Linked DNA regions of Sus scrofa: regions 1, 3 and 4 are each linked to region 2. The links are chromatin contacts, called in public HiChIP or PLAC-seq and promoter capture Hi-C maps. All regions are on one chromosome and are shown on one strand. Each heading gives the region's core, a stretch centred on a gene start, on an enhancer-like site or on the middle of the called end of the contact. The rest is flanking DNA. Distances are from core to core; before and after follow the strand shown. Region 1 holds the start of SEC24C (protein transport protein Sec24C). Region 2 holds the start of ADK (adenosine kinase). Region 3 holds the start of CHCHD1 (coiled-coil-helix-coiled-coil-helix domain containing 1). Region 4 holds the start of LOC106506035 (undifferentiated embryonic cell transcription factor 1-like).

What was found. Promoter capture Hi-C pulls out the DNA fragments that hold promoters and counts their contacts. HiChIP or PLAC-seq counts read pairs in DNA pulled down with a chosen protein or histone mark.
Region 1: a contact with region 2 is called in an H3K27ac HiChIP or PLAC-seq map of alveolar macrophages. The contact joins the promoter of SEC24C here to the promoter of ADK in region 2. A contact is called at or near these places in 1 of 5 promoter capture datasets (fetal liver) and 1 of 2 datasets of contacts at active chromatin or transcription factors (alveolar macrophages).
Region 3: a promoter capture Hi-C map of fetal liver shows a contact between it and region 2, with 4 times the contacts expected there. The contact joins the promoter of CHCHD1 here to the promoter of ADK in region 2. A contact is called at or near these places in 2 of 5 promoter capture datasets (fetal liver and liver) and 1 of 2 datasets of contacts at active chromatin or transcription factors (alveolar macrophages).
Region 4: a promoter capture Hi-C map of fetal liver shows a contact between it and region 2, with 5 times the contacts expected there. The contact joins the promoter of LOC106506035 here to the promoter of ADK in region 2. A contact is called at or near these places in 2 of 5 promoter capture datasets (fetal liver and liver) and 1 of 2 datasets of contacts at active chromatin or transcription factors (alveolar macrophages).

The regions. Positions count from the first base shown.
Region 1 is chr14:76,469,691-76,475,535 of Sscrofa11.1, reverse strand. SEC24C (protein transport protein Sec24C) reads right to left here and starts at 1,830. Exons shown (of 24, transcript XM_013983347.2): 1 at 1,695-1,830.
Region 2 is chr14:76,832,644-76,839,122 of Sscrofa11.1, reverse strand. It overlaps ADK (adenosine kinase), which reads right to left and starts at 3,051. Exons shown (of 11, transcript XM_003359240.4): 1 at 2,913-3,051. The coding sequence starts at 2,977. It overlaps AP3M1 (adaptor related protein complex 3 mu 1 subunit), which reads left to right and starts at 3,449. Exons shown (of 9, transcript NM_001243516.1): 1 at 3,449-3,496.
Region 3 is chr14:76,505,810-76,512,369 of Sscrofa11.1, reverse strand. CHCHD1 (coiled-coil-helix-coiled-coil-helix domain containing 1) reads right to left here and starts at 5,052. Exons shown (of 3, transcript NM_001190155.1): 1 at 4,903-5,052; 2 at 4,661-4,779; 3 at 3,110-4,069. The coding sequence starts at 5,026. The coding sequence ends at 3,956. It overlaps ZSWIM8 (zinc finger SWIM domain-containing protein 8), which reads right to left and starts at 1,213. Exons shown (of 26, transcript XM_013983348.2): 1 at 569-1,213. The coding sequence starts at 1,067.
Region 4 is chr14:76,533,527-76,539,893 of Sscrofa11.1, reverse strand. LOC106506035 (undifferentiated embryonic cell transcription factor 1-like) reads left to right here and starts at 3,565. Exons shown (of 7, transcript XM_013983327.1): 1 at 3,565-3,610; 2 at 3,757-3,817; 3 at 4,444-4,479; 4 at 5,040-5,538; 5 at 5,624-5,819; 6 at 5,908-6,113; 7 at 6,191-6,202. The coding sequence starts at 3,565. The coding sequence ends at 6,202. It overlaps CAMK2G (calcium/calmodulin dependent protein kinase II gamma), which reads left to right. Exons shown (of 21, transcript NM_214193.1): 18 at 1-72; 19 at 400-494; 20 at 1,952-2,196; 21 at 2,790-3,013. The coding sequence ends at 2,184. NDST2 (bifunctional heparan sulfate N-deacetylase/N-sulfotransferase 2) reads left to right here and starts at 5,199. Exons shown (of 16, transcript XM_005671114.3): 1 at 5,199-5,538; 2 at 6,191-6,284.

The DNA.
Region 1 (5,845 bases), core at 581-3,080, 360 kb after region 2:
ACTTTCTAAAGAGAGAGCACTATTCACAGTAGGAATCAGAGACAGAAAAGGATGGAGCTTATCAAGCAGTGATCGGCCTAATCATTTCCACACTACCAAAGGATCTTTGTAATTTTCTGCCTCAGACAGTAGGTAAGATTGCCTCCTCAAAGTAAGGATTTTGTTACTCTCAACCCCATGCTTTGTCATTGCCAAGAGGGTATAAATTTCAACTTCAGATAGGCCCACTAGAATGGAGCAGCAGCCTCCATTCCTCGTGGTACGATTTCTAGTGTCTAGTCATACCACTGATGAACTGCTGTGATATTACAGGTAACTGAAACAATGTTCCCACTTTCCATTCATTAACTCTAGCATCCATTCATTCCACAAAAATGAATACCTTCTAGTGTGCTAGTCATTTTTAATCACTCAGACTTCATAGCTAAAACAGATCGGCAAAATTCCCTCCCCCTCAGAAGGCAAATTTTAGAGTAACCGGCTAGAGAAAAGACATTTTTTGGTTAAACTGCAGTAAATCAAGTGCTTCTCCATCCCCAGTATTCCCACCAAGAGTGTATGGACCTTAGAACTGAAGCATTAAAAATCAATAAATGTAAAGAACAGTTGAAAACTCTAGCAAGTTACCAGATTAGAATTAAGTGCAGGCCTGGCACAAAACATCTCACAACAACCCAGGGAAACAGTTCAAAGATCAGTGGCAAAGTTACATTTCACGGAAAAAGATCATTCACCTTATCCTTCTAGCAGAGGGACTATGAGTATTTCAAATCTCAATGCACTTCTCCAACTCTCCAGTTTGTGCTCTCCTTATATGTCATGAATCTAGGCCACCACCGAAATTATCACAATCTTTTCCAGCAAAAGAGGAATGAACTGGAGAGCCTTTCCAGGGTCCTTTCAAGAAGAAGACTCTCTGATCATATCTACTACTCTACATAGCCTGATCATTCCAAATATCCTATAGACAGAAGGGGCCCAGGAAGCAAAAAAGTTCAGTTTCTGCAATGGAACAATGGGCCTCTCCCCTTTGCTAGGAAGGGCCATTTTGACCACAGAAAAACTGAGCTGCTTCTGGACTAGAACTCTTTAAATTCAACGCCATCTCGGGAGCTGTTCTTCCAAATACTAAACCTAGCACAGAGCACCACATGAAGCTTGACAGACGTCCTCTTCACCTTTATCCTCCTAAAGTCAGTGTGGGAGTGGGGATGGCAGAAAAGGAGCTTCTTTTCGAGGAAATAACCCTTTCAAATACACCCAAGAGTTTGAAGTAAGGCTCAAGTCTCTGAGTGGACAGTCAAGGGTGACAACCCAGGGGGCGGGGCAAGCTTCCTAGAACTCTTAAAGTAGTCGAACTGTGGAGGCTGGGAGCGTCGGGGCTCAAACCCGAGAAGCCAAGCCAGCTTCTCAGGCCACGATGAGAGAGAGGGCTGGTCCACTAAGCAGTAGATCAAGGGTCTCTCGCCCTTCAGCAGGCTCAGGGCAGGAAGCGGGAGCCGGAATCTGGGCCAAGAGGGGAGAAGGGAGGGTCTAGGACTGATCCTGGACTGTGGATGCCTGAGGTGAGGGTCTCTCCCTGGGCCCCGCCCCGGGCTCCTCCCATTCTTCTGAGACCGGACCCCAATCTGGCCAGTGATACCCCGGCCTCTCTTCTGCTTTCTACCCACCAACCTCCCGAAGCCACTCCTCACCCGGCTCCAGATCCAGGTTCGACTTCGTTCCTAACGTCAAGGCTCCCAGGCTCCACTTCCGGTTCCGAGGAAGCCGGCCCTTCGCCCCCGGAAGTTCCACCCCCACGTTCCAGGGCCACTCCTTCTGCCACGTCTGCGGTAGGAGCGCGCTGAGGAACCCGGATGCCGCGCACGCGCCATTTTCCCCTCCCATTATGGCCGTCACCTGGGACGCTTCGCTGGTTCCTATGCATTTTCGCTCCACCCCAACCCCCACCGCCACCCACCCCAGAGTCCTGGTAACTTAAGGTCCCATCAGCTGAGATGCGATTGAGAAAGCTAGGTCAACTATCTTTAGTAACGCTCCTCCAGTTCCGCTATGACAGAGACCGCTAGATTTAGAGTCCTGTAGCGACTTCCTGCTGACCCCTGGCCCCATTGATTTCCGTCTTCGATGTTCTCACCCATGACCTTTGCTGGTCCTGAGTTTTGCGGAACGGAATGTATAATATAAAAGGACACTAATTCTTCTTTTGGGCTTCATGTGTTGAAGTTGTGGCTCTTCAGTTCTCTAACTTGGGTGACTTAATCTCAGCCTCGGTTTCTTTAATCTGTAAAATGGAGAAAATATGAATGCCCTTCTAATAGCTTGTGGAGAGGACGGAATTAGGTCACATAGAGTGCCTGACAACATAGTAAGTGCTTCTTACTTTTTTTTTTTTTCTTTTTTTTGGTCGGGCCAGTGGCATGTGGAAGTTGGCAGAACAGGGTTTGAACCTCTTACCACAGCAGTGAAAAGGCTGGATCCTTAACCTGCTGAGCCACCAGGGAACTCCTAGTTAACCATTTTTATTTAGTGCCTTGGTTTAGATGCAGAGCTCTGCTAAAGCCTGATGATCTCTACTCTCAGAACACCCCCAGCCTATTGGGTAATTATTATTACCCATTTAGTGAGTAACAATAATTGTAGCTGGTATTTGTGGTAATTTAAAAAATATACATAACCTCATTTAATCCTTTCAATAATTTTTTTCATTTTTAATAATAGTAATTATTTTAGTACAAATATTGATGTTTATTTTTAGATAATAAAAATTCAGGAGCATTTTTCTACTTCATAGCATCCATTAAATCAATTTTATGACTTTTTGCATTATAATATATTCATTTATCATTTTTTGTATTTTTTTATTTTTTCTCTTTTGTCTTTTTAGGGCCTCACCCTTGTCATATGGAGGTTCCCAGGCTAGGGGTCCAATCGGAGCTGCAGCTGCCAGCCTATGCCAGAGCCATAGCAACACCACATCTGAGCCACGTCTGTGACCTACATCAGAGTTCACAGCAACACCAGATCCTTAACCCACTGAGCGAGGCCAGGGATTGAACCTGCAACCTCATGGTTCCTAGTCGGATTTGTTTCCGCTGCACCACAACAGGAACTCACTGTATTTCTTTTTTTAACAGTATTTAATTTACTGTGAGTTTCAGGTGTATAGCAAAGTGATTCAGTTACACACACACACACACGCACACATATATATTCTTTTTCAGATTATTTTTCATTATGGATTATTACAGGATATTGAGTATGGTTCCCAGTGCTATACAGTAGGTCCTTGTTTACCTATCTTATACATGATGGTGTGTATATCCTAATCCCAAATTCCTAGTTTATCTCTTCTGGGACCCTCCTGCTCTATCCTTTGGTAACCCTAAGTTTGTTTTCTATATCCATGAGTCTATGTCTGTTTTGTATCATTTGTATCATTTTTTTTAAGATTCCATATATAAGTGACATCATATATTTGTCTTTTTTTTTTTCTTTTTTGTCTTTTTAGGGCTGCCCCCACAGCATTTGGAGGTTCCTAGGCTAGGGGTCTAATGGGAGCTGTAGCTGCTGGCCTACACCACAGCACAGCAACATCAGATCTGAGCTGCCTCTGTGACCTACACCACAGCTCACGGCAACACCAGATCCTTAACCCACTGAGCGAGGCCAGGGATCAAACCTGAAACCTCGGGGTTCCTAGTCAGATTCGTTTCTGCTGTGCCCCGACAGGAACTCCATATTTGTCTTTCTTTATCTGACTTCAATTAATATGACAATCTCTAGGTCCATCCATGCTACTGCAAATGCATTATTCATTCTTTTTTATGGTCAAGTGATATCTATCTATATAGCTATAGATACATCCATCTTCATCCATTCATCTGTTGATAGACTTTTAGGTTGCTTCCATGTCTTGGCTATTGTAAATAGTGCTGCTTTGGGTGAATGTATCTTTTTTTTTTTTTTTTTTGTCTTTTCTAGGGCCTATCCCGTGGCATATGGAGGTTTCCCAGGCTAGGGGTCCAATCGGAGCTGTAGCCACCGGCCTACGCCAGAGCCACAGCAACACGGGTTCTGAGCCACATCTGCAACCTACACCACAGCTCACGGCAACGCCAGATCCTTAACCCACTGAGCAAGGCCAGGGATCAAACCCGCAACCTCATGGTTCCTAGACAGATTCACTAGCCACTGAGCCACGATGGGAACTCCTTTTTGGTCTTTTTAGGGCCACACTGTGACATAGGGATGTTCCCAGTCCAGGGGTTGAATTGGAGCTGTAGTTGCTGGCCTACACCCCAGCCACAGCAACACCAGATCCAAGCCGTGTCTGTGGCCTACAACGCAATGCTGGATCCTTAACCCAGTGATTGAAGCCAGGGATTGAACCTGCATCCTCACAGATGCTAGTCAGGGGATTCATTCCTGATGAGCCACAATGAGACCTCTGCATGTATTGTTTTGAGTTAGAGTTTTCTCTGGATATATGCCCAGGAGTGAGATTGCAGTATCATATGGTAACTCTATTTTTAGTTTTTTATGGAACCTCCATACTGTTCTCTGTAGTGGCTGCGCCAATTTACATTCCCACCAACAGTGTAAGAGGATTCCTTTCTTTCCACATCCTCTATAGCATTGTTATTTGTAGACTTTTTTTTTCTTTTAGATATGGAGTTCCTGGGTCAGGAATCAGATCCAGATCTGAGATTAGAACCAAGCCGCAGTTGTGACCTGCACTGCAGGTACGGCAACACTGGATTTTTTAACCGACTGTGCCAGGCCAGGGATCAAACCTGCAACCTGGCACTGCAGGGATGCCACCAATCCCATTCTATCACAGAGAGAACTCCTATTTGTAGACTTTTTTAATCTTGGCCATTCTGACTGGTGTGAGGTGATACCTCATTGTAGTTTCGATTCCATTTCTCTAGTGATATTGAGCATCTTTTCATGTACCTGTTGTCTATCTGTATGGCTTCTTTGGAGAAATGTCTATTTAGGTCTTCTCATTTTTTTATTGGATTGTTTTTTTGATATTAAGTTGTTTGAGCTGTTTGTATATTAATAATTTTGAGAGAGTTCCCATTGTGACTCAGCAGGTTAAGGACCTGACTAGTATCCATGAGGATGCATGTTTGATCCCTGGTCTCCCTCAGTGGATTAAAGATCTGGCCTTGCTGAACGTTATAGTGCAAGTTGAAGATGCACCTTGGATCCATGTTGCCATGGCTGTGGTATAGGCCTCAGCTGCAGCTCTGATTTGATCCTGAGCCCAGGAACTTCCATATGCCATAGGTGTGGCTGTAAAATAATAATAATAAATAATAATAACTTATTTTTTAATCATATGACAAACCATGTTCTTGGTTTGAGGAATACAGTAGTGAGCAAAAGTTCTTGGCCAATTTAAATAATGTATTGTTTTACATTACATACATGTATGATAAAGCTATGAAGAATAACAAAATTCAGGCTGTAGGTTACCTCTGGGGCTGGGAGAGACAAAAGTATAATTGGGAGAAATATAATGGAGCTTCAATAATAATAACTGTTCTATTTCTTAATATAGACATGGATATTTACATTATTGTTATTTTCAAATAATTCATATGTATTATATACAATTCACTTTATAAATTTTTTTTAACAAGGAAGAAAAGAAATGGGGAAAAAGAGCACTAGTGGAAAGGAAGCAAGATTGGTTAATCTTTCATTTAAAGGGAAAAAAATATTTTACAAAATTTAAAAAAAATTTTTGGTTATGCCTGAAGCATTCAGAAGTTCCTGAGCCAAGGATCGAACCTGAGCCATAGCAGTGACAATGTCAGATCCTTAACCTGCT
Region 2 (6,479 bases), core at 1,802-4,301:
GAGAGCTGAAGCACAGAGAAACAGAAAGATGATACATGCGAAGGTGACCAGCTCAAAGCCTGGACCCTACACTCGCTTCAGTCCGACCAAACAAATGTAGTTCCCAAACAGAGGCAGCTCTCTCCCATTTCTACCTCCAAACAAACTTTTCTATAAAGCCAGACACCTGATTTCACACCCAGTTAGCTCTTTGTCATCTTTCAGAATGCTCTGGTATCATTTTCCCAAACCCCATTCATCTTCCACCTGGAGAATGATACCTGGGTCTTAGGTCTCTCTCCATATGTACCTAATTTTTAGCACCATGCCTAGAATAGAAGGCTTGAAAGACTGACTGAAAAAACACAGTCCCCTTAAAAATGACTGCTAAAGAAATGAACTTGGACAATATTTTTCAAAGGAGAGAAAAGAAAATTAAGTGGATCTAAATATAGGTAGTTGTCATGGAACATCTTCATCTAGGGAGCATTTACCAAAAAATGTTTCTCTCAACTTCTTTTAACCCTAAATACCTCATCTGTAACACAAGGATAATTACTCATACTTCACAGGTTGCTGGAAGGATTAAATGAGATAGTATATATAAAGCTCCTAGTATAATGCCTGGCACTCAATGTCCTCTTCTGTTCTGTAACTCAGTAAGAAGAAAACATGATAGAGCCAGCTTATTCTTTGCAACTTCAGTAACTGCTGCACACTGAAAAACTAGGATGCAAGTTCAATCTCTGGCCTTGCTCAGTGGGTTAAGGATCTAACATTGATTTGAGCTGTAATATAGATCACAGATGCGGCTCATGTTCGGCATTGCTGTAGCTGTGGTATAGGCCAGCAGCTACAGCTCTGATTCAACCCCTAGCCTGGGACCCTCCATATGCAGAGGGTGTGACCCTAAAAAGACCAAAAAAAAAAAGGATATTTGAGAAAGAGAGGCTAGACTTGTCAGCTGCTCACCCTAGAACCAAAATTTTTTTTTTCAATCTCACACTATTGTCAATTTTGTCTAGATAATTCTTTGTTGTAGGGGGCTTCCTGTGCATAGTACAATGTTTAGCATCATTCCTAAATCCCACCTACCTGGTGCCATTAGCACTCTCCACCAAGTATGTCTACAGCCATCGCCAAAATGTTCCCTGGGGGACAATATTTCCCCTGGTTGAGAACTACCCTAGAGTTCACTAGGGCTTTTGGATAAATTGCATAAAGTTGATAAATTTAGTATGGTAATTAAATTCTAAGTACAGACTTAGAATCAGACTGTTTTTAAATCCTAACCCCATCATTTACTAGATAGGTGACCCAGATCAAGTTACTTAACCTCTCTATACCTGTTTTCTCCTTGATAAAATGGATATAATTATAGTGTCTTCCTTGTAGGGTTGCTGTGGGATTGAATGAGTTAAAGTAGGTAACATGCTGACAGAATACATATTAAACATTATTATTTATCATTATTTTAAGCATGCATAAGCAGAGAAAAGCACACAATAAAGTCAAATAACAATGAATTTGCACCCAGCTGCTCTGGGTTCATACTTCATTTCCTCAACTGTTTCACTCAGGCTTCCATTTTCTCATTTGTAAAATAGGAAAGCACTTTGAAAATGGATTAGCATGAACAGAAAATCTGAGGGCTGTATGTAGGATAACAGAAAAGTTGCAGCTGTCTTCCAATTTGAAAGAGGAAAATTTGTAAAGGAGGTGCTTTTTAAGGAAATTCTCTAATAAATGATCAAAGGAGGGAAGCACATGCCTTTAACCCAGGGAGGTCTGATTCAAAAGCCTTTGCTTTAGTCTATAGTTTGAAATCCTAAAACAAAAATAGAACATCCTGAGGAATCCAAAAAAAAAAAAAGTTTATTTTCTTTGTGTAAGGTAGGCACACTAAACCTTTGCCCTTTTGAGGGTAATATGAAATATATTAAAAGGCGAAAGATTTATACGATCTGAAGAGAAACCAGAGTATTAATATGAAATATATTAAAGGCACTGGCAGGGATTTGGTCACTAACCATTCAAACAGCATGAACACACCACCAGATCCCTTAGTGACCTTTCATTTTCAATTATGATTCACTCTTTCAGAGGTGAAGGGTAATGTTGGAAGAAGTGAGCTTTGTCTTGTACAATTAGGAGTGTCTCAAGAGTTCTAAATCAGTTTGATATGTCTAGTTTAAGACACAAAATTTATTGCCTTCCAAGGAGCATTTCAAAATCAGCAAAGAATATATATACTACACCTCATGTTTATTAGGGGATACTATATTAACCAATAAGCAAAAGCTGAAACATCAAATCACCTGTAAAGCAAAAATTAGGTGGAGAACTATCTCCACTACTGCCAAAAAATGCAAAGAAAGTAAGAAAAATCAACTTTTCCTAACCATTCAGGCAAATTCCATCCCCGCAAAGCCTCGGAGGTGGGGTCCCGGTCCCTGGAAAAGGGTCTGCAAAGGTACCAGACTTCAGTAGCGAATATACCAAAAATAAGGTGAAGACGTCTTTCCGCGAAAATTCCCCTAAATTCTGTTTTTCTCCCGGGGTAGTGCAGTCGCTACGCATTTTCCTCGTTATCCCCAGGAAAAAGGAGGTAGCCGCAGGTGACGCGGCTCAGGTCGGGTCTGGTCCTCCTAGGTCACATCTGCCCTGTGCGGACCGGCTCCCACGTGGCGCCCACAGCCTTCCACCGCCAGCTCCGAGCGCCCCGCCAGCGCTGTGATTGGCCAAGGGCGAGCAGGCGGAGACTGAACTAAACTGGGCAGGCGCCGGGCAAAGGGTCGCAGCCCAGCGGATACGAGCGCTGGCCTCAGGCGGGCGGTGAGGATAGCACCCAGCGCCGAAGCCGCGCAACCCCACGTGGGCCAAGGTTAGCGGCAGGCGCCGTTGCCCTCCACCCTACGTCAGGTAGTGCTCACCTCAGCGTTCGCAGCGCCTCCACCTTCAGCTTTTTGGGCTTTGGCTCTTCTTCAACCGCTGCCATCTTCACGCTCCCACCTCACTTAAGCACCAGCGCACGCCCCACCCCTTCGGCTCCTTGGCCACGCCCCCTCCTCCCATCACCGCCTCCTTTCCTCTAGACCCCGCCCCTCTCTCCTCCCCCTAGTCCCCGCCTCTCCCGACCACAGCCATTGGCTTTACTTCTGGGCCTCACCCATTGGATAATGCACAGCCCCTCCGGACCCCGCCAGTCCGACTGTAGGGGCACCCCTAACTGGTTTAGACTGCGGATGAGCGCCTGAGTCCAGAAGATGCGAAACTCCCTATTTTTCTAGATTCTGTGTGATCTAGAAGATTATATCCTAAACTTCAAAAGACATATTTCTCATTCAGCGTCTTCCCGCTCGTTTAATCTTTCCAATACTGTTGGTTTCTTTGAGGCTGTTAGTCAGGCAATCTACCAGGCACCTCAACTGCAGGGGTCCTCACGACCTTCTCAGCTTCCTCAGCCTCGCTCTGGAGAGGACCCCGCATCTAATCACTGGCTGGCCCTGGTGTCGGGGTGAGTGTGAGGGGCTGGGAGTGTGCGGATAGGGGACAGCTCGAAATCTGGGGGGTTGACGGAATAGCCAAGGCTCTGAACTCCAGGCTGGGCTACGGAAGCGTCTCCAGTGCTGTTTACCGGGGCCGTGCCTCCCACTAGGCCTTCCGGTCTTTCTTGTCAGCTGGGCCGGAAGGGAGCGGTGTACTTGCCAGTGTTTCTAGGCCCTAGGCCCAAGAGGTTCTGGCTTTTTGGGTCCCTCGCCGTTCTCTGCCACGGGAAAACGGTCTTGTAACGCACAGTGAGCTGGAATACCGGTGACTCTGATCTCAGCCTCAGGTTTCTACTGTGGAGGACAAAATCCTTAACTGACCTAAGCGGACGTCCTGTTAGAGCGTGTCGCCCAGGATGGGCCTGGGGTGGGGAATAGGGTGAGGAGAGTGTTGCATTTTTTCAGAAGTGAGTTGATGGGAATCAAAACTGAGGAGGTGACAGCGAGTATGGAAAAGTGATGAATGATATGGTTTGGTGGATTTGTATTGAACCCGAAGCCAACGCTTCATCAGAAAGGTGGTACCTTCATAAAGTTAGGAGTCCTTACATGAAAAGGAAGAATCTTGTGGAGTTTGGGATATATCGAGTTTGAAACAGTGGTTTAGGTGGAGGTAATAGAAAGATTAAAAAGAAAAAAAAAAAAAAAAAAAAACTTACAAGTACATCTGAAAGAAGCTTTCGAGGTGAAAACAAAAACAGATGAAATTTCACATAATTTGGTAAGAAGTATTTGTCTTGTTTTGGGCAAATTTATTAGGGACATGAAATACTGCAAGGATCAAAGGACAAAGTTGAAGTCTGAGAATAGGTCGTTGGATTTAATGATTAGGAAGTCATTGGGTTATTTGAGAAAACTGCTTTAAAGCATCATTTACTGAGAGGAGAGACTGCACGTGCAGACTAGTGCTTCTTCTTTTGTTTTTTTGGGTTTTTTTTTTTTTTTTTTTTTTGGTTTTGTTTTGTTTGTTTTTTTTTGTCTTTTTGCCATTTCTTGAGCCGCTTCCGCGGCGTATGTAGTTTCCCAGGCTAGGGGTCGAATCGGAGCTGTAGCCGCCGGCCTACGCCATAGCCACAGCAACGCGGGATCCGAGCCGCATCTGCGACCTACACCACAGCTCACGGCAACGCTGGATCGTTAACCCACTGAGTAAGGGCAGGGATCGAACCCGCAACCTCATGGTTCCTAGTCTAATTCGTTAACCACTGCGCCACGACAGGAACTCCCTGCTTCTTCTTTTGGACCATGAAGCAAAAGATTGTTGAGGTGGCAAGGTCCCTAAAAGATTTGGGGTTTGTTTGTTTCAAAGAATATCAGACACTTTATGTTTGGGAGCAGAAAGCAGGTAACTAATGTATAAGATTAAAGATCCAGGGAAAAGGAGTTAAGACTTGGGAAGAGAGAAAAGGAAATGGGATCAGAATTACAAGTGGAAAAATTAGTGTTGGAAACAACAGAGCACACTTTGACTTGAGACCATAGAAAAAGAGGAATTCGATGAATGAAAAATCATCTGAAACTTAACATACCTTTGGTGGGAAAGCTCTCTTGGCAATAAAGGTAGCCTTTCTTACCGAATCTTGGGATTTCTACATTGTTTCTCAACAGTAAACATAATAGATTATTGGAGTTCCCTGCAAACTAGATATTTTTAAGTAGCTTAATAATTATTAGTGAGTAGCAGATGGTATTTGTAGAGAAGAGGAATTCTCTCTTTCTATAGATGACTCTCTCTCCTATTCCACAGAGAAAATAGAAGCCATCATCTTTCTGCAGCCAAATACACAAACCTGCTTTCCTTCTGTTTAAAGAGGGAAAAGTATTCCTTTTCCTTAAGGAAGGCAGATCTTTTCACTTAAGTTCCCCAGTGTCATCCTCTCCCACATCCTCAGGGTCTTCTTTTGTTTATAGTTATTCCCTCACTCTTATATCATCAGCCTTTCCCTTCTCACATTTTTCCTTCAGCTTTTAAAAATAGTCTTCCTTAACTTTATAAACCACTCCAGTTTATTTTCCTGTCTTTTTATCTCCTTCACAGCCAGAGTTCTTGACTGTATCATCTACTCGCCTTATCTCTCTTTTTCCCACTTCTTGCTATTTATTTTTTGGCCCGCTGCAGTATATTCTTGCTTCCAGCATTCCACTGAACTACTACTGAAACTGCTTTAAGATCACCAATGCCTATGTGTTGAATTGTACATTCTCATCAGGGACAAAATTTGCTTCTTGTAAGGAAAAAAAATTATGCTTTTTATGTATAAAACCAATATTTACAGTACATAAAGAGATAAACATTGTGTGATATTAAAATTTTATGAATGAGAGGTGTTAATGAAGGGGGGTTTGACAAGGCCCATTAAGAGACAGTAATGTAAAGAAAGTTGAAAACCACTGTAAAAAATGGATATTTTCAGTTCATCTTCCTTTTTATTTATTTATTTATTTATTTTTGCCTCTCCCATGGTATAAGGAAGTTCTGAGTCAGGGATTGAATCTGAGCCACAGCTGCGGCAACACCAGATCCTTAAACTGCCATGCCAGGAACTCCCTCAGTTGTTCTATCTTGACCTCTTTGTGCCTTTTAAAATGTTAACCACTCCATTCTTCTGGGAACACACTAACACACTCTTGTACTAAAAACCATTACCCTCCCCCCTTTTTTCCTAAGCCCTCTTCAGTCACATCTTCTCAGTATTTTTTTAGGCCTACCTCTTTGACCCACATGCTACTCAAAAGCAGGAAGTTCCTTCTATAGGTTCTCTTCTACTATGCTCAGTCTCTCTTAGTCTTTTTAGTCTCCTTATGGTTACAGTTGCCATTAACAAAAAAATCATGATTCCTCGAAAATCTTTCTCCACTTTGGCTTCTGTCTGAAGCACCAGACCTATATATACAATGGCCTTTTGCATATATCTGTTGGAGTCAAATATATCCAGAATTGGGTCAGACTAT
Region 3 (6,560 bases), core at 3,803-6,302, 330 kb after region 2:
ACCAGGAACCAAGTCTCTGATCTAAGCCTTTGTAACACCTCCTCTCATAGACCAGTTCACCTCCACTTTCCTCTGGGTGGAATCCCTTCTTGGTGCAGCTGAAGCCAGAGATCATCACCTTGCATCAAGAAGCTCCCAAAACACTTTGCAATGGGATGACACACCTCAAGTGGTCACTTCTTCACAATCTGCCCCCTACCCACATTCTCTCAGGCTGAACTTGATAAGCATCCCGTGTCAGAGAGGGAATTCTCTTTTACCCCATCTCCAAGGCAAATGAACGACAAAAGATCTACTTTCTGTTGTTAATCCTATTCAACACAGGTTTTCCCAGCCATCACTCCAACACACACACACACACATACACACACACACACACACACACACACACACGCACGCACGCACGCCGATGGAAGAAGCGAGCCCCAGGAGGACCGGAAAAGCGAGTCCTGAAGTCCGTTCTAAGGTTGGGACAGCTCCTGGTCCGGGACAGCTCCCGAGCAGGGACAGCTCCCGAGCCAAGCCGAAGCCGGGCCTGTCCGCTCCCCTCCCCCCAGATCACCCTCACCTCGCATTCTGGTACTGCCACTGCCACCTCCGCCACCGCCGCCAGTGGGGGAATTGGGCCCCGCTGACTGTTTGCGCCATCCCCGCCAGTTCTGGCAGAGGCTCTCAGCCTCGGAGATGAAGGAACAGAGCGAATCCTCTTCAAAGCGGTCCGAATCCTCGAAAGAGAAGCGCTCTCCGTCCTCCCACTCCGCGAACATCAGCTCCATGGGGCCCGCACCCCCCGGAGCCGGGTCCCCCCCGCGGATCCGGGGCCTGGGCCGCCGGCCGGGGGCTGAGGGGAGGCCCGGGGCCTGAGGGGCGAGCCGGGGCTGGGGGTAGCCGGGGCGCTCAGGGCGGCCGTGCCGGGCGAGGATCTCAGGCCTGGGAGAGGTACAGCGCAGGGCCTCGCCCAACTGCGAGGTGTGAACGGGGATCGTGGCCGGTCTCCGAGACTCGCGGCCCGGACGAAGCGCTCGGCAGCCGGGGCCTCTCCGCGGCTGCGGCACCGCCTCCCCCATCAGCTGATCTGAACTTCCGGCCGCGCCGGCCACCACCACTTCCGCCCTCGCGCGCTTAGGAACCAGACCGGTACGCTCGGAGATGAAGGACCTTTTTAATTGCTACATTTCCTGCTTTTGATGCTCGAGCCCACCCCCAGATACCGTAAGAGGAAGCCAACCCCCAAAGGTATACGAAACGACTACACATCCCATCAATAACTCGGCGTCCATAATGTCCCCAAGGAATAAACAGCCGCCACGCATGTCGGGAACTGTAGGCTGTCAAGAAACAAACACAGGCACCATTGGGTGGAGTTATTGCCCTAACTCTGGATAGGCCCTGGGGCTGCATCACCTTCTGGGAGTTGTAGTCCAGAAGCCTGCATTCCATAAGACTTTTTATGGAGTCTAATTGGCGAAGCACCAAAAAGAGAAGGCATTTGATTTCAGAAGATGGTTGTACAGTTTGCCAGTGGGGCCTTTGAATCTAGGGGTTGCTGGCCTTTTTTTGTGCCATGGGCCGTTTTGCAGCCTGGTGAAGCTTCTGGATCCCTTTCTCAGATTGTTTATAAATAAAGAGTTACAAAGGAAACCAAACATGTTGAAATACAATTATCAAAATATTAAGTTTGTAACATAGTGCTTCTTTATTTACACATTAAATAAGATACAGCAGCAAGTGTAACAACTACCATAATTTTCAAGTTAGTGATGAATGTAAGTGATACTGAGATATCTTTAACAAATCACAATATATGAAAACACTGTGATTTCATATAGATACTGCTAATAATACTGTGGTTTTGTTTTCCACATTCCTAATTGAAATGCTCAATTTCTGTTGTGGTTAAAGACAAAATTTTTTTCCATGAGGAACTTCTCCACTAATCTAACCAATCAATACAGCAGTAGGCAGCCAATCAGGGGGATACTAAGTGAAACAATCAAAGCTGAGTTGTTGGGTTTCAGAGAGGAACAAAGGATTCTTGGCCACCATTGACCAAAGTAAGTAAAAGTTTGCCCATAAATTCTGGTTTTGTTTGCATAAACAAATCTGGAACAGTTTGGTAAAACCTTTTGGATAATTTTAGAAATAGCTGCAGATTAAAAACAGCAAATTATCCTGCTGTATAGCACAGGGAACTAAATCTAGTCACTTGTGATGGAACATGATGGAGGATAATGTGAAAAAAAAATGTGTGTATATATATGATTGGGTCACTTTACTGTATAGCATAAATTGAAAGAACAATGTAAATCAACTATAATAGAAAAAAGAAAAACCTAAAAAAAGGGAAAAAAAGATGACAAATTGACCTACAAAAAAAAAAAAAAAAAAAGACAAATTTTTTTCCCCCATCTATGTTCATAGACTCTTACTGGGAGTCTACTGACGGATATTAAGTACTTCCAAGACTAATCCAAAATACCTAAGCCCAGAGCTTCTTCCTAAGGCTGACAACCTCAGCCTGCAGAACCCAGCAATTGCCCAGTATCCAGCAAAGGGACATGAGGGCTATAGGAAGAGGTAGCTGCGCGGAGTCAAGGAGGCAAGGCCCATTTTTATCTTAATAACTATCCTACTGGAGCTTTAAAACCCCCACTGACCCCTTTGTGCATTTAATGCTGTAAAGTACATAGAAAAAGTTAACTCAGTTATGATTGAAAGGGCAAAGTATGCAAAAAATACTGTTCAATTGTTCTAATATCAGGAGGTCGCAAAAATGTTGTCAGCAACCAGGTAGTAACATAGAGAGAAGTGAACAGGTGATAAACAAAGAAGATAATTGCCGATTAAGCCTCAGTCTCACCATTTGAGAGTCCTGTGGCTAGATCACTGGAGAATGGAAACTAATGATAATCAGCTCTATTTGATTCTTTATTTCCATGTGGGAAATAAAAGGTTACCAGATTTTTGGATTTTTCTTTGTTTTTTGGCCGCATTTGTGGCATGTGGAAGTTCCTGGGCCAGGGATCGAACACAGAAGGGACCTGACCCACAGCAGTGACAATGCCAGATCCTTAACCCTCTGTCCCACAAGAGAACTCCTGATTTTTTTTTTTTTTTTTTTTTTTTTGCTTTTTAGGGCCACACCATGGCATATGGAGGTTCCCAGGCTAGGGGTTGAATCGGAGCTACAGCTGCCAACCTACAGCACAGCCACAGCAACGCCAGATCCTTAACCCACTGAGCAAGGCCAGGAATCAAACCCACAACCTCATGTTTCCTAGTCAGATTTGTTTCTGCTGCACCACAACAGGAACTCCAAGAACTCCTGATTTTTTTTAAAAAAAGCTAAAAAGCATATTTTTTTGGCCACACCCCCAGCCAAAGTGGATTTTTTATGATACTGAATTTTTGAATGTGGTCTGCTAATTTAAAAACAAACTTTTAATTGTGTGGGCCAAATAAAATACATCTCCAAAACCTCTGGGTCACCAGTTTGTGAACTTCTGATTATCCTGGCAGCACCTTGCAGTGGCTATGCACAGATAGTCAGTGAGTATTTACAGATAATGGCAAAAAAGCTCTTCATATAAACAGACTCCAACATCCTTATGCATCCTTTGCATACAAAGGCAAGGACACTAAGTGGTATAAAGGTTTTTGTCTTGACCCTGGTGCAAATTACAGAGCAAAGACTTTCCAGAGTGTAGGGGAGAACACAGGACTCAACTATAGTGGGAATACCTAATCCACAACAAAAGGCCAAGCTCTCTTCAGGGGATTTTATTTCAACATAAAATATAATTTCCATCCACATAATGATTCCAAAGGGTTAAAAAAAAGTGTTTCGCGTCCTTCCACTCTTCAAAAAGAACGTGTGACAATGCAAATATCTCTAAAAAGCCTCTGCATAGTTCTCAGAAGCTACAGTCCAGTCATTGAAAATGCTTCTCCATTTTCAGCTGACATGAGGTTTGTTAGGAAACCTATGTAACAACTTATTCAATTTCTTGGGGGGTAAACTCCCCAACTCTCCCAGGTTCTCCTGGATTGATCTCATCTTTCGGGCAGCCTGAAAACACAGAACAAAAATTAAAATGACAGCTCTAAAGTTGGCCCTGACCTAAGCTAATAGTTCTCACAACACCCCAAATCACACTGAGAAATTAACCAGCCTGGAGAGCTGCGTCATCTTCTCAGTCCTCTTTCATCAAAAGGACTTGGGAACCATGAATGACTGTATGATCTGAAGCCATCATCCAGCTGGCAATTAAATCTAAGCTGGAAACCAAATAAACTGTCCTTTCCTATCTTTAGTTCACTTGGGAGAATAATGTCTATTTGAGCAGCAATTTAAATTTTACAATGTGGTTTTCCCATTCATTTCTTCACTTAACACTCACAAAATTCTTTAAGGCAGATATGAATATTAACCTCACTGTGCATCTGATAAAGCTAAAAGCAGTAAAACAAATCGCTCAAGATCACGATGCCTTCAAAATTGTAAACTTTCGCACTTTGGCATGAGTCAAGTAGATCCCAAAAACTTTTCTCGCCCTTTTTGAGGGAGAAGAATTTTCTTATCACCAAGCAAGAGGCAGTAAGAACCATACTGTATACCCCATTCTCCTCCCAAGAGGGCACCCCAGGAGCCTCCTGTCACCTCAGCCCTCGAAGCACAATCGAAGAAGTCCTGAATCTCTTTTCTGCACGCTTCGTCGCGGAATTCATTCTGCTTCCAGCAAGCCATCATTACTGACATCTCCGTGATACAGGTCGCCTCTGGTGGAGAACGGGAAGGACCCTCAATCACAAGGAGACCCTTACCTTCCGGCCCTCCCACCCAGCGGCCCCCTGCACTCCTCCGGCTTCCGTTCTAGGGCCTCCACGGCTCCGACTGCTCACCGCCCTTCTCCCGGCGCCGTTCCCCGACATGATTGGCTAGGATGAGGGGCTTGTTGGGCTTCAGTATAGGCCTCCGTGGGTTTCCAAGCCGTGCTAGTCGACCCCGCAGGCTGGGAGTCGCCATTGCAAAGCGAGCTCCCGGCAGGCTCTGCGGCGCCGTGCGTGACCCTGCGTGACCCTACGAGCTTCCTGAAACTAGGAGGCTCCCTTTCCCGCCCAGCATGCACCGCTTTGTTTTCTTGGCGGGGCACCCGCGCTGCTGGGTTCTGACCTGCTTTAATAGAGACCGATGTGCAGGTTGGGAGGAGAATCTTTGGGACTCGTCTGCTGACCTAGGCCACTCTTGTGGGCCCTGAAGTCTTGGGGCAGTACTGGACCGGGAACACCCAGGAAACACTGATAAACGGACTCTAGTTTCGAGTGGTAACCGGCTGGATTAGAAGGTGATTGGAGTTGCCTGGTGGCTCAGTGGGTTAAGGATCCACCTTGCCACTATTATGGTGGGAGTTCGTTCCCCCGGCCCAGGAATTTCCGCCTGCAGCGGGCGCATCACCAAAAAAAAAAAAAAAAAAAAAAAAAAAAAAAAAAAGATTGACCTAAGCAAGGGCAGAGAGGATGGGAGCAAATAAAACTGGGAGACTGAAAAATGCTAAATTGGGAATTATTATTACTATTAAAAAAAAAAAAAAAAAAAGCCCACACCCGGAGCATAGGGAAGTTCCGAGGCCGGGGACTGAATCCGAGCTGCAGCTGCGGCAACACCGGATCCTTTAACTCATTGCTCCAGACCAGGTATCAAACCCGCACCTCCTCAGCTGGCGGGAGCCGCTGCGCCAGGGTCAGAACTCTAGGAATGATTTTAATAAACCTTCAAGAACTGTTGGTTTTGACTACGTTTGGAACCACCCCAGAAGCCGCAAAGAAAAATTAGCCCTCATTTACTTCAGCAGCTACTGTTGTTCAGAAATCGTTTGCTCATTTATATCGATCTCACTGGGTAAGGAAAGGTTTAAGGACTTTTGCATACATTGTTTTACTTAATCCTCTTCCCAATTCTCTGAAGATACTTAGTAGTATCATTCCTATTTATAGACTTTGTCCTTCCTTGTGATGCCTAGCTTTAATCAGACTTGGTTCTGACTCCCCCCCCACCCCCCACCTCCCAAAATGATTTACAAAGACGTACCGCTGATTCTCAAGGCATATATTTATACATGAGCACCATGTAATGGAAGCACAACTTGTACAAACTTGTAGTTCTTAAGATGACTACTTTGGAGAGCAATACTTAATTTGGTTGTGTAAATTTAGTATGCTAAAATCACTTATCACAGATGTCTGGAATCTTTCCATTTATCTCTGCATGGCTGGTTCTTTTTCTTCTGTTGAGTCTCAGTTTGTCAGGACTTCCCTGACTTCCATCCAAACCACTATCAAGCTGTTTTATTTTCTTCACAGCACCTATCATAGTCTGGATTGTCTTGTTCCCTTACTGTTCATTTACAGCCTTACCCCCAACACCCATTTAAAATGTAAGCACCGGAAGAGAATAGACCTTGTCTATCTTGTTCAGTGCTTAATCCCCAGTGCCTAGAGTAGTGCCAGTAAATGCTTGTTAAATGAACAAATGTTTTAAGTATTTTTCCAAGTCTCCAACT
Region 4 (6,367 bases), core at 2,316-4,815, 300 kb after region 2:
AAAACAGGAGATCATTAAGATCACAGAACAGCTGATTGAGGCCATCAACAATGGGGACTTTGAGGCCTACACGTGAGTAGAGACCTAGTTCCTTGAGTCCCAGGTCATCTCGCCAGGACTTCCCTCCTCCCCCAATGCAGCTAGGACCCGGGGAAAAAAGAAGGCGGGCCTTGGGTATCTGAGTTAAACACCAGGCCCCTAGTCTGGGAGCCCTTCCAGGTAGACATCAGTGATGGAGCCCACCTCTGGTGTCCTGGCCAAGGGTTGAAAGGGCAGAGCCAAGCGGTTCAGCAGGTGGGGCCCTAAGATCCCAGCCATGGGATCAAGCCTCCTCCACAGGAAGAAAAACAAGTAATTCCCATAGAAGACTGATGGGCTGCTTTTTCTTTTTCCCTACAGGAAGATTTGTGATCCAGGCCTCACCTCCTTTGAGCCTGAGGCCCTTGGTAACCTGGTGGAAGGGATGGATTTCCATAAGTTTTACTTTGAGAATCGTGAGTGGGTTCGTGCTGCTGAGATACTCCTGCCTGCCCCTCACCCCCTGCTTGCTCGCCTTCTCCTCTTCCCCATTGCCCGCGTTTCCCTTACTGACCTGCCTGCCACACCCTGGGCTGTGTGCTTGCCTCCTTGTGCCCAGAGGATGGTCTTAAACTGTACCTTTGAAGGCCCTCCTCCAGCCCCGTGTGCCCCTCCATCCTGCAGCTGCCCCTCAGCAATGCCAGTTGCCATGATCAGGGTCACTGTATTGCTTTAAGACTCACCTCTTTCCAAGATGCTGGGAAACCATTTGTGGTTAGGTTGAGGTGATCTCAACGAGTCATGATGAAGCTCTGTGTCCGCAGGTTTTCACAATAGAGGAAATTAAAACCAGGATAAGAATGTGCAAGCGAGTAGCAGGGCACTGTGGGTGATCGTGAGATCAGAAGCTGTGGCTAGGGTCCTCCTCCTGGCCACGCAGGGAGACGGGAGGCCCAGCTGGGGCTGGGGTTTGGGGGGGTACCCTCTGGACAGTCCCTGCAAGTCCCAGAGGATAAAGAAGCTGACCCATCACCTCCCAGCTTTCTCTCCACTCTCTAAGACCATCCTCCTCCTCATTTTTTTCTCATCTTTTGCACTTTATTCTGGGCCTTCCCCATCCTGCCCTTTTATTTCCTCACTCTTTTCTCTACTAACTACCATCCTCTCCATGTCTCAGTTTCACCTAGGTTAGCTAAGTAATTGTTAGCCAGGAGCAATTCCAGAGTTTGTAGACGCTCCCTGGAAGGTCTCACGTAGCCCCTGACATTAGAATTGAACTGAAACGTGAATCTCAATATATGCAACACAAGGCACGGTGTTTGCTGGGATAATGCAATCCCTCTTCTTTTGGTTCCCCCACTAGAGAATCCTGGGAACCCTGGGGAATATACTGAGCTTGGTGCCTTAGTGATCTTTTTTAAACTTTGGACCTTTTAAAATCAGCAATCAGTTTTAACTATTTTAAGTTCTTGACTTTGCTCTACAGCCCTAATTATGGACAAACCAACCCTCATGAAAGCTCAACTCGCCTAACAGTAGAAAGATCATCATAGGCTTCCATTAAGATGGTCCTGAGTTCAAATATTGTGTGATTTGGGCAAATTACTTCACTTCCTTGAGCCTATTTCCTCATCTTATAATGAAGAAAATAATACTGACCAAGGAATATAGCTTATACGTGTAAACCCCCCAGCACAATGCCAGATTAAAATAGTAGCTGCTATTATCATTTTTCCCTACCTTTCTCTTCCTTTTGAATAACCAAGACTAATCTGATGGGATTTCCTGGCCTCTGGAAGGTATACAGGGGACTTGGAGACTCCACAATGGTTGCAAGAGAGAGACAGACTTGGGAAGTGCGGGCTGGGAGGAAAATGCCAGTGCCCAGGCCTGACACCCTCCTACCTACCCCACCCTACCCTGCTCCCTACAGTCTTATCCAAGAACAGCAAGCCCATCCACACCACCATCCTGAACCCGCATGTCCACGTGATCGGAGAGGACGCAGCTTGCATCGCCTATATCCGCCTCACCCAGTACATCGATGGGCAGGGTCGGCCTCGCACCAGCCAGTCGGAGGAGACCCGGGTCTGGCACCGCCGGGATGGCAAGTGGCTCAATGTCCACTACCACTGCTCAGGGGCCCCTGCCGCACCGCTGCAGTGAGCTCAGCCACAGGTGCACCTGGTTGGGGGGCACAGGGCGCTGGGACAAGTGGGGGCAGGGAAGGAAGAAGAGGGTGAGAGGAAGCACCTGGGGAGGATATATGGGCCATCCCAGAAAAGTAGCAAAGGCTGTGGACAGAGTGTGTGTGTGTGTGTGGGGGGGGGTGGATAATAAGTTATACTCTGAAATCAAACACACTTGGGTCTGACCCCATGCCTCCAAATGCAGTGACCTCAGACAGATTACTTCCTAAGCCTCACTTTCCTCGGGTGTCAAAAGAGGGAAGGAGTGGTGCCCCCCTCCTTCATTGCTGTGAGAATTAAATAAGATACAGCAATCATGAGACAATGTTATGTTTAAATACCAGCTTTCAGAGTTCCCTGGTGGCTCAGTTGGTTACGGCTCAGGTCATTGCTGTGGTGTAGGTTCAATCCCTGGCCACAGGTGTGGCAAAAAAAAAAGGAAAGAAAGTAAATACTAGCCTCTCCCCCATTCTCCACCTTCTCAGGTTCTCAGGCAGACTTAGCCAGGTGTGGCGTGTGTTTAAGTCTTGGGAACTCATCTGTGTCTGTATTGTCCTCTGTTCTGTTACCACGTCTTGACAGGGGCATAAGGAGATCCCAGCCGGAGGTCAAACCTTCGCAGCCAGTGGCTCTGGAGGGCCTGAGCGACAGTGGCAGTTCTGTTCGTTTGAGGTTTAAAACAATTAAATTACAAAGCGGCAGCAGCCAATGCACGCCCCTGCATGCAGCCCTCCCGCCCGCCCTTCGTGTCTGTCTCTGCTGTACCGAGGTGTTTTTTACATTTAAGGAAAAAAAAAAAAAAAAAAAAGATTGTTTTAAAAAAAAATGGGATCCATACCATGATGCGTTTTAAAACCACCGATAGCCCTTGGACTAGCAAGAAGGCAGGAGTTTGTGTGATGCCCATCCTGGCACAAGCACTGGGCTCACCCACCAGCCCTGAAGAGGTGAGCTCAACCTCTGGCCTCCATGGACTCGGGGGGCCAGGCAAAGACTGACAGAGCTTTGGGGGCTGTGATGTGATTGCAGCCCCTGAGGTGGCCTGCCCGCCCCAGGTCTAGGAATGGACTTCTTCAGAATTTGTATACGCACCTAGAATGAGGCTGATGAGAAGAACATCGTGGCCATCAGACCTACTTGGGAGAGAACTCAGAGCTCCCAGCCTGCTGTGGAGGCAGCTGAAAAGCAGTGGCCTCAGGACTGAGAAGCAGTGGCCCGGACGTTGCTGTACTGTACCATGTAGTGTAGAAGGGAAGAGAATTGGTGCTGCAGAAGTGTGTCCGCTACGAAGCTGATGAGAAACCTCGTGTTAGTCTGACATGCACTCACTTACTCATCCATTTCTATAGGATGCACAATGCACGTGGGCCCTGATATAGAGGCCCAATCCTTGCAGCTGGGAAGTGGGAGGGGTTGCCGCTTTGCTTCGTGTTTGTTTTCTTATAACTTAGCAAGGAGAGAGCCAGGCCTTGGTCTCGGCTCCCGCTGCTGCCCTTGGCAGTTCTGTTTCTGTGCTGATTCGGACCATCTTTGTCTTGCCTTTTCACAGTGGTGGTCCCTGTGCCGACCCTCATCTGGGCCTGGGCCCTCTGCCAAGTGGGATGGGAGGAGTAAGGCAGTGGGATTGAGTTGATGGTTGTTTCTATGCATTCAGGCTGCCCTCAGGGGTGCCTCCCTCCTTACTCTTCCCGTCCTGCACGCCCATCTCTTTTCCTGTCTTTGAGATTGACCTGACTACTCTGGCAAGAAGAGGAGGTGTCCTCTTTAAAGAGGCGTCTCTTTACTGACCACCTGAAGTACAGACTTATTGCTGGACAGTCTGCATGGGCATCACCCCCACCCTCACCTGCATGTACCCAAAAGAGATGTCCAGAGCCAAGGCTCCTACATTCATTGTCCCTCTCTGTGCTCAAGGAGTTCCATTCCAGGAGGGAAAAATTTATGCTTTAAGCAGACAGCAGAGAAGATAATGGAGGAGCAATTGGTCATGGCCTTGGTTCCCCCCAAAACAACTGTGCAGACCTGTCTGCACTATTGGGGGAAAAGATGGGTAGACCCTAGCTCCCCGGACTGCCTTAAGGAAGCACAGGAGCTGGGGGAAGAGGCAAAGCTACAGGTTTACCTTGGAGCCAGCTGAGAAGAGAGCAGACTTATAGGTGCTGGTGCTTGGATTTAGCCAGGCTCCTCGGAGCACCTCCTGCATGCCCCAGCCCCTGGGCCCCTTACTGCCCTGCAGCCTGCAGTACCAGCACGCAGACACCTTCACCACAGGGTTTGGTTTTGCTGGCTTGAAGACAAATGGTCTTAGAGTTCATTAAGACCCATAGCTTCATATGGCTGCTCCAGCCCCACTTCTTAAGCATTCTTACTCCTCTTCTGGGGCTAATGTCAGCATCTATAGACAATAGACTATTAAAAAAAAAAAACACCTTTTAAACAGGAAATGGAAGGCATTTGATGCAGAATTTTTGCATGACGACATAGAAATAATTTAAAAATAGTGTTTGTTCTGAATGTTGGTAGACCCTTCATAGCTTTGTTACAATGAAACCTTGAACTGAAGATATTTAATAAAATAACCTTTAAACAGTCCATGGTGTTACTGCTGTTGGAGGCTTAAGGCCAGAGGCTTAGATTTTAGCAGCCTGGGTTACAAGGTTTCAGGTGGAGAGATGTACTTTCTCCCACTCCTTTTGTGCCCATTTAAGAATTAATCTTCCTCATAAATTCATCAGCCTCCAATCAGTCCCCCCAGCCGCTGAAGCGAGTTTGGGGTGGAGGGAAGAACTTGGGCCCTTAGGGACTGAGCTCCGGGTCTCGCCCCGCCCCCAGGCCCCGCCGGCATCCAGGACCGACCCCGCCCCCCCGCCCCGTCCCTCAGTGGGCCGGCCCGGCTCCCCCCCTCAGCCGGGCGGAGTGGAAGAACCCGCACCCTCGGCCCGCCCCTGCACCCAGAGACGCGGCGCCCGACGCTCGCCAGACTGTGCCACCGCGCAGGGAGGAGGGGGGTGCCTCTGCCGGCGGCGCGCAGAGCCTGCTGTATCTAAGGCGGCGGCTCGGCCGAGCGCTGCGGAACACCGTTCGGCGGCCCCGCACCTCGGCCGCGCGGCTGCCAGGCCCGGAGGCGGCAGGGACCCGAACGGGGCCGCTAGCGGCAGCGCGCCGCCTCCCCCCCGGTGGGAGCGGTGGTTGGGCCCGGCTGCGGCAGAGCGTTCGCTCGGAGATGGCGGAGCCGCCGCGACGCGGCCCGAGGCCCCGAGAGCAGGGAAGCCGGGCAGCCCCGGGACGTGGCGGAGCCCGGGGACAGCGGGGACGCCGCCCAGTCCGCCGGGTGAGACGCCCTTGGGAAGACCCCCCCCCCCGCCCCTCTCAGAGTGTGGCCCCCACCCACGGTCCCCGCACTTCTACCCTCACAGACTTCCCTCACCGTGGCCACCAAAACCTCCCGCAGGGGCGTCCCGGGCGGCCCCTCGGGGCGGCCCGCGTTCCCCTCCCCCTGTCCCTCCCGCCGGCCGGCCCTGGTAGTGGCCTCATTCCTGTCTGCTCGTCCCCTCAGCACGGGGCTCCTCCTCCCCTCGGGGCTCTCCTGCCCCGATGTCACCGCTGACTCTAGTCCGCGCGCGCCCCTTGCCCTTTCCCCTTCAACGCTCCACGCCCGACTCTCCATACCCACCTGTGACCGCGTGTTCCCCCCCGGCAGGTCCCTCCATCCGCAGCCCCCATGTGCCCGCCCTCTACGCCCACGGCGCTGCTCTGTCCCCCTCCTCCCGCGGCATCCGCGCCGCTGGTCTCCACCGTGGGCCCCACACCCCCCGGCCTCCCCAGCCCCCACCTCCGCTGCTTTCCGTCGAACCTCCCGCTGCTGCGCACACGTTCAGCACCTTTCTGCGCGGTGGTCCCGCTTCGGTATTTAGCATTCCACCTCACAGCCTCCCCCAATACTTTCTCTGCACCCCTTCCCTAAATATTGCTTCTTCTTCTAGGTCCGAAGCTAAAATGCAGTGGTTAAGAGCAGGGCTGAACCTTGACAGGCCTGACTTTGCATCCCAGTTCCTCCACTGAGCTGTGTGATCCTGGGCAAGTTACTTAACTTCTCTGGACCTCAAATTACTGGCATGTAAAATGGGGATAAAAAGAGTATCTACCTCTTACTTACCTTT